Regions from separate parts of the Mus musculus genome. Here region 1 is linked to region 2. Evidence: chromatin contacts called from public Hi-C data. All regions are on one chromosome and are shown on one strand. Each heading gives the region's core, a stretch centred on a gene start, on an enhancer-like site or on the middle of the called end of the contact. The rest is flanking DNA. Distances are from core to core; before and after follow the strand shown. Region 1 overlaps Nrp1 (neuropilin 1). Region 2 has its middle 160 kb from the start of Mir21c.

Region 1 (5,580 bases), core at 509-3,008, 300 kb after region 2:
AAACAGTGAATTCAAGGCTAGTGATTCAGAATCTCAAGACAAAGTTTACATTTTTTTTTCCATAAGCAAGGGGCCACATCACTTAGACACGACACTGTGAACAGGGACAGAAGGGCCCTGCTTCCTGAATCCCCAGGTGGAAGGATGACCCCTTCCCTAGTCATCTGGAACATCCATTTTCCAGAGCAGGATAAGTTGATTTGGGGGAGCTTTATCTGTGGCTTCATGATTTAGATTCCTCTTGTAAGTTTTCAAGGCTCCACCTAGCTGCTGGAGCCAAACAGGTCTGTCTGTCTGTCTGTCGTCTCTGTCTGTCTGTCTGTCTTTCTCCCCTCTCTCTGTCTCCCCTCTCTCATTCTGCAGGGCCATGTGTCTCAGCTCAGGATCCTCACAATCCAATCAAGTAAGGGTGGTTGCCTCACTGGCAGTAGCAGCAGAGCAATGCACAGCCTTTTGGGGGGTGGGGAGGGGTGGTAGTGGGAGGGAGTGTCAAAATTTGCAAACTTGAGATCCTGGGCACAAGGCCAGTGAAGCCTGGGTAAGTTGCCTTGGTATTCTGGGGAAGGAAACTAGCCCACCAGCTTCATTCTGTGCATGGTGTCTGACAGGGAAAACGGTGGGGAGCAGGGCTGGTGTCAATTCCAGAGGGAGATTCAAGCTGCCTCCTTTTCGCTTCTTTGGTGATGTTACTCTTACAACTTGGGCAGGATCCACTCTCCTGAATGAGTGCATGTGTGCAAGAACCTCATTTCTTATATTGCTTGGACCTGATTGGGTAGTACTTGGAAGGGAGTGCTAAAATGCTAGCAGCCTTCTAGCATCCAAATGTGACTATAGTATCCCTGAATAACTCAATTTCCTAAACTTGGCACTGGCTATGGCTTATCTCTTGCTAGGGAGGGATTCTAATTCACACCCCTCATACTTTTAAAAATAGCTTTTACGGTTGCCAAGGGGAGGGCCTGGTATTTACTACCAGAGAATGTATGAATTAAAATACTAACTTTCTCCCCTCTTGCAATACCCTGCCAATAGTTAGCTGAGCACTCTGATACCTGGGAGAAAGCCCTCCCCACAGAAATGCCCTTCCTTCTTCACAGTGCCTGCTCCACCTCACTTATTTGTGCCTGGAAGGCAGCATGCACCAGGATTTAGTTGCTTAGTATTCATACCGTGTCAAGATTGGAGTGAAAGCTTATATTGCAAAGCTGGGTGTTCAGTGGCCAGACCAAACACAGCAAGCAGTTCAAATCACAGTTAGATTATAAGAAAGCACAGGGCAGAGCCTGCAGGCTCTTCTTGTCAGTGGAGCAGTACATGAAAGGAATCACTCCATAAAGATTGGTTGGAGAGGCTGTGGTGGGTCCAGGCTTGTTCTTCCAAGGCTGCTGTTACCTCTGCAAGTTGGCTAGGGTTTTAAATATATTTTTCTCCTCATCCTCCCTCTCTCTTACCTCCCCCTCCTGTTTTGTCTTTTAAATATAAAACATCTCTGCCAGGATGGAGAAAGGAGTAGGTCCTCAATGTATTTCCTCATTTCACAAAGGGACAGTAATATTAGAGGTGTTAGCTGGCCCCATGATTACTACTGAAATAACAGACTCAACAAAGGAAATGGTGTTTGGACAATAATTCACATATGTTAATGCTTAGCTCCATCAATGCCAGCTTTATTTTCTCCTTGAGATACACAAAGCTGGCAGACAGTTTTAACTGATGAGGTAATGTCATCTTTAATTTAGAGAGCCTTGAGCTGTCCACTCTAACCAGTGATATCATCCTGGTGATTGTCTCCCAGGGTTTTCCGTAGACATAAGTCATGGGTCCTGGCAGTTTAAAGGGTTTGTTAGCGACTGCACAGTCATCATGAAAATTTCCTTCACTTGATTTCTTTTAAATTGCCAAATACAGTTTATGTGACTGCCATATTTTAGCCAGGGGCCTGAAATGAATATAGCCCAGGATTTTAAAAGCAAGTTGAGGTTTGAAATAAATGGGTTGCAACTGTTTTTGTGTGAGTTCTAGGAGAAAAATGAAGACAAATCAATCAGGTTTATCCTGGTGGTGGCTTAGTAAGAATGGAAGGGCTAGGAAGATGGCTCATTGGGCACAGTGCTCAATGCACAAACATGAAGATCAGAGTTTAAACCCCCAGCAACCACATACAAAGCCAGGTGTGGCAATATGCAGCTGTAACCACATGCACTGGGAGGTGAAGATGGGGGCCTTGGAGCTCAGTCACTACCCAGCTGGTCCAGCCTAATCAGTGAACTCCAGGTTCAGTAGGAGAGCCTGTTTCAAAAAATAAAGTGGATTGCTCTGAAAGAAAGATATCCAGTGTTGACCTCTGACCCAAACACACACACACACACACACACACACACACACACACACACACACACACACACACACATTTTAATAAATGGAAGAAAGGAAGACAAAAAAAAAGGACTAAAAAATAAAACCAATGGAAATTTTGCTCTACTCAGGGACACCTGTGTTTCCTGCTGGTCGTTTTCTGCCTTTTTAAGATCCTTGAGCTCTGAGCACATATTGACCCAGTCTGATCTTTTTACCATTAGTCCTGTCAGCATAATGATCAAGCCTGGGTTTTCCTTGATGACTTCACAATTGTGGAGTTTCTTTTTCCAACAATATCCCTTTAAAGATTCTGACTAGTGAGTATAAACAAAGTTACTTTCCAGTTTTACATACCCTCCCCCCCTTTTCAGTTTAAATCATGCTTTGTGACACTCGTGTAGGCCAGGGAGGTATTCTGTCTCAACCACTGAATGTGGCTAAAGAGAGAGTCCTTTCTCAGAAGACTTGAGTTGGGCAGAATGGCGTTAAATAGTGAAGAATCTGTTTATTATTCTGTGGCCATATGTTTAGAAGGTCTCTCACAGAAATCAAAGTATTGTTCATGGGGCACTCTAGCCAAGGGGACATTCTGAATTCATAAGAGAAGCTCTCGGTTTGAAAAGAATGTCCCACATTATGCACAGGACACCCCTACCACAGACAAAGCAACACTACTTAATAATAGAGAATTGTGCTTCAGAGATTTTGCTTTTTCTTGTTAATTGGTTACTTTAACTGACATTGTCTGCAAGTATAATGGACACCATTATTCTCAATGGTTCTGTGTTGTTGATAATGTGCACAGGCAGTGCAGTCCATTTTAATTATTGCATTTCACTGTTTCGTCCCCGTGAACTGAGCAGTGGTAAATGCAGATGGTGCATTCCCCCACCCCGCCCCCTGACAGATCATACCAGCTGTTACATTTCTCAAAATGTGAAATTGAAAGGGCCTTCCTCTCTGCCTCACATCACCTCCTTTTCTCTTTTGCAAGGTATGACTACGTGGAAGTAATCGATGGGGAGAATGAAGGCGGCCGCCTGTGGGGGAAGTTCTGTGGGAAGATTGCACCTTCTCCTGTGGTGTCTTCAGGGCCCTTTCTCTTCATCAAATTTGTCTCTGACTATGAGACACATGGGGCAGGGTTTTCCATCCGCTATGAAATCTTCAAGAGAGGTAAGTAACTCACATAAGAACAAGAATGACTAAATGATTTTTTAGTGTTGTTTGAATTCCCAAGGGATCATGTGAAAAGAAAGATGAAGGTCATGGCTCCATCCTTCCATAAAGAATTTGTTTTTTCCCTTATAGAAATGTTGGAAAATGTTTTGAATGAGGTAAATATATCCATGGTGTGGCAGAAGTGTGTTTGAAATGGATCAAAGCTACTCAAAAATAATATTTTTTAAAAGATACCACCCTGAAATGTGTTGATTAAAGAGAGAATGCATTACATTGAATTCTCTGAAAGCCATTGATTCTTATTTTTTTTTTTATTTTTTAGAAATAGGCTAAAATACTGCTGGGGTTTATTCCCTCTCCTCCCTCTTCTTCTCCCTCTGCCTCTCTATCTCCCTCCATCCCCTTCCAAGCTCTCTAACCCAAGCTGGTCTCTAATTTGCTATTAGCCAAGGGTGGCCTTGAACTCCTGATGGTCCTGCTTCCAACTGCTGGGTAAAAGGATCACAGCTGTGTGGCCCAAACACAGGTTATACCTTGCTGGGGATGGAGGCCCAGGCTTCATACAGGCCAGGCTTCATACAGGCCAGGCAAGCCCTCTACCAACTGAACCACATCTCCAGTCATGAAGTTTGATTCTTTTGTGTCAGTTAGGTCAATTAGTCTCTTTTACCTTAAATCTATGGTTAATACTTTCCTTTTATTTGTCTGACAGTTCATAGGCTTCCAATTTTGAGGGGCTATGGTCATGCCTTGATATAAACAGAATGCTTACCATCTTATTACCACTCTCAAAGATCTCTCTCTCTCTCTCTCTCTCTCTCTCTCTCTCTCTCTCTCACACACACACACACACAATTACTAGATGACTTCGGTAAAAGTCCCTCACCTTCTAATAAGACCAAGCTGGGAACATTCCAGATCCAATCTGAAAGAGGGTAACGCATAGCACTGTGAAATATCTGGAGACCACTGCAGATTCCTCTTGTATTAAAATTTGTTGCTGCTACTTAAATTTTTAAGTTCTCCAGTATTTCTCAACAATCCACAAACAGTGGTTTAAGTCTGTAACATGTTGTGAAATGTAGGAGAAAGTGCCTGTTTAAGTAGGATGGGGAAAAAAATCTAGTTACAACTGTGTTAAAAACCTAAGGTTTTCCAGGTCAGCAATGGAACCAGAGCCCAGGAAGAACCACTGGGAGTTTGGAAAACATTAATATGACTTCTTTACATTTCAAAGATGCCTGACCTTGCCTCATGTAGAAATAACTTCTTGCATAATTATATGTAACCACAGGACTGGGCAGACAGTACAGTGCTTGTCTTGCAAGCATGAAGACCTGAGTTGAACTCCTAACACCCTTGTAAAACTCAAGATGTTGTGGTGTATGCCTGTAATCCTAGGAATGGGGAGCTGAGTGGGAAGAGAGTAGGACCCCTGAAACATGATATTTAGCTGTCCTAGCCTACTTAATGAGCTAGTGAGAGACCTTGTCTCAAAAAAATTTTTTTAAAGAATAATACCTAAGCTTGTGGCCTACACATACATATGAACCCCTGATTACATGAATCCAAGTTTTCTTGCACTGAAAGTTGTATGCCTTGTTATCCAAAGGGTATCCCCTATCTATATGTATACACACATGCATTCACATATGCTTGCTTTCTTGCACATGGTATCATCAGAGACAGTAGGTGTCATAAAAATGAGTAAGAACAGACTTTCATTTTCAGTATTTCTGAATGTTCTGCAAGTAGTTGAGAGAGCTATGAAGGGGAGGAGGAGGGGCTGCTGACTTGAGAATTCTTCATCATCCTCCATCAGAGCCCACACCCCAAGCACTATTATAATAGTCTACTCTCTGGTCAGTCCCTGTATTTAGCGTGTTGCCTATTCTCCTCAGTTTCATTCAACAGACTTGGAAAATTACATCTTCCTTCTAAGTTGACTGCCACAAACCACCAAGTAGACCAAAATTGTGTTTTTGCCAATGTAGTTTAATCCTATTTGAGGTCTCTCCATGGGCCACCAAGCCCCTG
Region 2 (5,604 bases), core at 609-3,108:
TTGGTCTTCCAAACCCACGTAAAATGTTGAATGTGGAGTGTACAATTATATTCACAAGACTGGGAATCTGGAAACAGAGGGATCTCTGGGACTCACCCACCAAACAACCTTTCCTTGTTAGCAAGCTCCAGATCCCAGTATGAGATGGTCTCAACAGTAAAGGTAGATGGCATCTAAGGAAAGACATGTGAGTTTGTTTTCTAGCCTTAACACACAGATACACACACATATACAAACACACACAGACACACACAGACAAACACAAACATACACAGATATACACACATACACACACATACACACACAGACACACACAGATGTGCACACATACTTATGCACCAGCACACATGTACACACAAAACAGAGGTAATAAAGCAGGCCTTCTTTGAAATACACCTAGTATGACAAATTCATAAGTGTTCAATAAATGCTATTACTTTAAAATTAATAAATATTGTAAGTAGTTGAATGTAGTGGTACACACCCATAATTCTAGCATTTGTGGAGATGAGAAATGATTATTTTGAGTTCAAGACCATTTTGGATTGCATTCTCTCTCTCTCCATATATATGTATGCATATATATATATATATATATATATACATATATACAGTGTGTCTACATATATAAGTACATCTATTTACATATTAATATATAGCATTATGTGTATAATTATATTAAATAGTTTAATGGCATTTAGAATGCCTTTCTTTCTCAATCTATTCGTAGACCCAGAAGGTTAAAAAAAAACTATAAAAGTTTCTAATGTTGGGAGCCAATGAAGTCCTGAGTAAATAAATGTGTTTTGCTAACATGAGCATGGCCATGTCAAGAACCCAGTGTCTCAGACCCATGGGACTAGTAAGGCCTTCCTTCCCTGGGTCAGGATCAGAGGGAATAACAACGTTTTCCTCTTGTCCCAATTTAGATGTTATGAATGACTGATTTTTATCTAAAACCAGTGAACGCAGAAACTATCAACTACAGCTTTCTCCTCCCAAGTGACTGTAACTTGGAACTGCCCCCCTAAGAGACCTCTTACTGAGATTAGCTACATTTCTCCCCTTCCCTGCTGCATGCAGTAAACCTGCCTTTTAGCTCTGGTAATTGGACTGAGTTTCTGGATTACTGGTACATCCCCATCAGTTGCATGGCACACCCAATCCCAGAGTTTCTCTATATAGGTCCGTGTCTAACCTTCCTTCAGTCCCTTGTAGCCCCAAGCAGGATCAATCCCTAAGCTATGCAGGTCAAGGCATTCTATTTATGGCTACACATTTGTCTTTTACTCATTTCCCTTAAATGATGGGCAGTATCTTTACCCAAATAGCTAAATCAACCGGTTCCCTTCCTGATCTGCCTCCAAGCAAGAACACTCTGCAGGAGGAGGGAAACTGCACATTTCTCAGTGTTGTTTCCCAAATGAGCAGTGTCAGATGCAGAATCCACCTTTCTGATGATGACCTTGCCCAGTGAAAATTAAAGACTCATTCATCTAGAGACAGCCAAATGTAAAACTACACTTGTAAAATAACACCTGCCAAGTTACTGCCCTTCAGCGACTTGGCAAACAGTAAGCGGATGAACTCAGAACACTTAGGGATTCAGGCTTTCAGAAGCCATCATCCAAGGTGGTACATGGATCTTTCTGAAAGGAACTTCCTGCTGGATTTCTTTGCTGTGGTTTCCTTCCCACGCACCTGAAGCTCATGAAAGCAAAGAGTACATCTATCATGCAAAGTGGGACTTGTCTGAAATAACTGGAATGAAACCAAAGTTGAATGCTAGGAATGCTCACCACAGATACTGAGCATGGACCCAGGAGATGACTCATTAATATCTGGCACTGGCTCACAGAGGGTCAGAGACAAATCTCATACTCACAGCCTCTGTGCCAAGTCCTGATTGCAGGGTGTTCACTGACAGCCTTCAGCAGCCTCACCAATCTGACTGGAGCCAAAGGTTCCAGCCAGCAAGGTCAGTATGTCCTTCCCTATGTTGCTTTGTCAAGACTCAGAGTGAAGATGACTGGAAATGCTTAGCTAATTGAAAAAAATTCTTTTTATGAGTGTCTGTGGAGGGGGTGGGTCATGTCTGTGTATGGGTGACCTGTTCTATGTGTTTGTGTGTGTATGTGATTGTCAACTTTGGCTGTTGCCTCTATTTTTCTAGACAAGGCCTAGACATCACCAAGTAAGCTGAGCTGGCTGACCCAGGGATCCTACTGTGTTCACCTACTCAGCATTGGGGTTACAGCTGTGTACCTTATGTCTGTTTTTTGTTTGTTTATTTTTACAAGAGTTCTAGGGGGTTTGAACCCAGGTCCTCATGCTTGTATGGTAAGCACTTTAATGACTAAGTCTGCTCTACAGTCTCACTTAGCTCGTATTTAGTGATCTTCTCCTTAAACTATATATACCTTGTATTTCCTATACGATATATAGGGCCCTGGAAACACAGAGCAGAGGTCTCAATCTCCTATCCATCCTTGAAAACATTCTGATCTTCACCATCTATGGTGCCATCTCTAGCCCCATGTCAACTTGACCCAAGCTGGAGTTATCACAGAGAAAGGAGCCTCCCTTGAGGAAATGCCTCCATGATATCCAGCTGTATAGCATTTTCTCAATTAGTGATCAAGGCAGGGAGGGCCCAGCCCTTTGTGGGTGGTGCCACTCCTGGGCTGGTGGTCCTGGGTTCTATAAGAAAGCAGGCTGAAAACTTTATATGCCCCAGTACAGGGGAACGACAGGGCCAAGAAGTGGGAGTGGGTGGGTAGGGGAGCAGCATGGGGAGAGGGTATAGGGGACTTTTGGGATAGCATTTGAAATGTAAATGAAGAAAATATCTAATAAAAAAATTAAAAAAAAAGATATAAAGCAGGCTGAGCACGCCAGAGGAAGCAAGCCAGTAAGCTGCACCCCTCCACAGCCTCTGTATCAGCTCTTGCCTCCAGGTTCTCACCCTGTGTGAAGTCCTGTCCTGACTTCCTATGGTGATGAACAAACAACAGTGTGGAAGTATAAGCTTAATAAAACCTTTCCTCCCCAACTTGCTTCTTGGTCATGATGTTTTGTGCAGGAATAGAAACCCTGACTAAGACCCCTCATCATAGCCTGACAACTTTGTTGAAAGAAATATGTTCATCTACCTCAAGGCCCAGTGGGTTGGTTTTTTTTCTTTCTTCTTTTTCCCCAATGTATAAACTTCAAATGATAATTGTCTTGGTTTAGTTTTTGTTTTGTTTTGCCTCTGAGATAAGATCTTACTCTGTATCCCTAGCTGGGCTGGAACTCACTATATAGAAGGAAGCAGCCTGAAACTCACAGATAACTGCTTGCCTCTGCCTCAGAGTCCTAGGACTAAAGTCACAGGCCACCACACCCAGCCCCAATGCTGTTTGTTCTTTAAAAGAACAAAAATGACTTCTTTGTCTAGCTGTCAAGATGACAGATAACCTGGTTGTGCCAGGAATGCTTCACATACTCTCTGACAGGGGCTTGATCCTCTAAATGTTCCTTCCAAACTCCCAGGTGCGTAGAACTCTGCCTTAGTAGTTCTTGTCTCTTCTGCCATTGGCAGTGTTGATAGTATTTGAAATCTCTTAAGGAATCTATATAAAGTTCCCGTTTATTCCTAAAGTTGAATTTTTGTTTCTTTTGGTCCCTGGAGTCTCTGAAATCAGGGCACATCCTATGGGCCCTTCCTGGCATCTTTCCCACTTCTAACTTAAGGAAGAGCTTTAGGACACCTTGGTATTGAGAGAATCCATTAAATAAAAGCCAGGAAAGGAGGAAGGAAAGCAATTGCCCTGGTTACCACAAGGGCTCTTGGATTGCTACTTTGTATCCCCTGTCTGTTCCTCTACTTCAAGACTAAGAAAGTTAAAAAGGTCATCTGAAATCACAAAACCTCTCCTGTTAGCAATCCATATTAACCCTTCACATGGTCATTCCACTTTACCTTCAGTTGTTTGGAAGCAAATCTGATTTTAAAAGCCCACTGCCCATCAAGGACAAGTAATAGCAGAGAGATGACAACCCATTATGAAACAGCTGACAAAGTAACTGGGGGAGAGAGCTGGGTCCTTGCTCAGAGTCCTGATCATGAAGCATGTGCCCTGAGCAGCCGATGTGTTTATGTATGAAGAAAAATCCAACTTTTGCCACCCAGGATCACTCCATGGAAAAATCACACCAACCGATCCCACCTCAGGTTAACATCGAGCCCTAGACCAGGGGATGAATCAAATTTTAAAACCTGAACATCTCCCCCAACAAGGGTAAATGTATCTGGGCAGCCTCCATGGAAAGACACGTACCTTCAGAACCTAACAGGTGCCTGTTAGGTGAAAGGGGAAACATATTCATTGCCATGATCAGGAACAGTAAGAAGACATGACATGAATGGACCAGGTCACTTTGCTCATATTGAAGGAGATGCTGCCTAAAAAAAAGGTCATGGGGCTTTTTCTCCTTCTCACTCCATTTTTCTTCCTGTGCTGCACACACACACACACACACACACACACACAATTTAACACACACAGAGGAAAGAGTGCAACTATCTCTAATTGTCCGAAAATGGCATAGTGTTTGTACTCCCCAGTGCCTCTTGGCCCAGGTGGAAATTGCTTTTCTGATTAGTATGTTCATGGTCTATTCTGTGGGTTGGACTTGTTTTTCTGATCATACCGAGATGAGCACTATTCAGGCTGCTGGATGCTGAAATGACAGAAGTCATCTTTTTACACAATTGCTCTGACCCAGCACAGGCTGGGGCAGTGGAGGAGAAGTAATAAGAGAGACAAGACCTAGAAGTCAAGAGGGGCACTGCTTCCCATTTTGAGGGTACTGCTTCCCATCTTGGGGTACTGCCTCCAGTCTTGGGGGTTCAGCTTCAGCAGCACTCTGGGAGCTGTACTGCTTTTGCTGCAGAATAATGTGGTCCCCACAATGCCTGTGCTGCCCACCTTGTCCCGTGAAGTACAGCCTAGCCCCAGAGGCACACATTGCACCCATGGGTCTGGGGTAAGCTCATCCTAAGGGTACTGTGGGTAATCTCAGCACTCTCTTGCCCAGGTATTTGCTATAAAATAAATGTTGTGGGGGGGGGGATGAGGTCCATTAAAAAGCATGGAACCCTCACTGTGACCATTCACTGACAGGATGTAGAATCATCTAGGAGACACACCTCTGGGTGTGTCTGTAAGGAGCTTTCTAGACCAGGTTAATTGGAGCAGGAAAGTCACCCCTAACCATAAGTGGCATCACTCTGAAGACTGAGTCCCAGACTGAATGGGGCAAGAAAAAAAGTGAACTGAGCCCCTGCATCTCCCTCTGCTTCCTGACCAGGTGTGAGCACCACATGACCAGCTGCCTTCCATACATACTTCACTAAACTCCCAAACTTAGCAAAAGTAAGCCTTTCCCCCTTCAGTTGCTTTTATCAGGGCAAAAATAAAAGTAACTAGCACATATGACACATTCACCCTTACAACAACCAAGACCACCAAAGAGGTCTGGGCTGCTCAAAACCCTGCCCTACTTAAGGGCATTTCCTTTCTGTGGTGCGCCATGCTGAGCCTTCATGGAACAATTTGT

Evidence for each region. Hi-C and Micro-C count contacts between places; a contact is called where the count stands out from the background.
Region 1: a Hi-C map of Sertoli cells shows a contact between it and region 2, with 2.9 times the contacts expected there. The contact joins two enhancer-like sites. A contact is called at or near these places in 1 of 15 datasets of contacts at CTCF or cohesin (the NIH/3T3 cell line) and 3 of 484 Hi-C or Micro-C datasets (Sertoli cells, cardiomyocytes and embryonic stem cells).

Annotation. Positions count from the first base shown.
Region 1 is chr8:128,415,358-128,420,937 of GRCm38.p6, forward strand. Nrp1 (neuropilin 1) reads left to right here. Exons shown (of 17, transcript NM_008737.2): 3 at 3,356-3,537. Among named protein-coding and RNA genes, the nearest start is that of Mir1903, 59 kb to the left of the region's middle. Within about 2 kb of position 1,759, at least 46 of the 459 cell types and tissues checked have an H3K27ac peak or open chromatin away from gene starts, as enhancers often do. A contact at or near this core is called in Sertoli cells, where this site is marked.
Region 2 is chr8:128,111,498-128,117,101 of GRCm38.p6, forward strand. No RefSeq gene overlaps it. Among named protein-coding and RNA genes, the nearest start is that of Mir21c, 160 kb to the right of the region's middle. Within about 2 kb of position 1,859, at least 49 of the 459 cell types and tissues checked have an H3K27ac peak or open chromatin away from gene starts, as enhancers often do. A contact at or near this core is called in Sertoli cells, where this site is marked.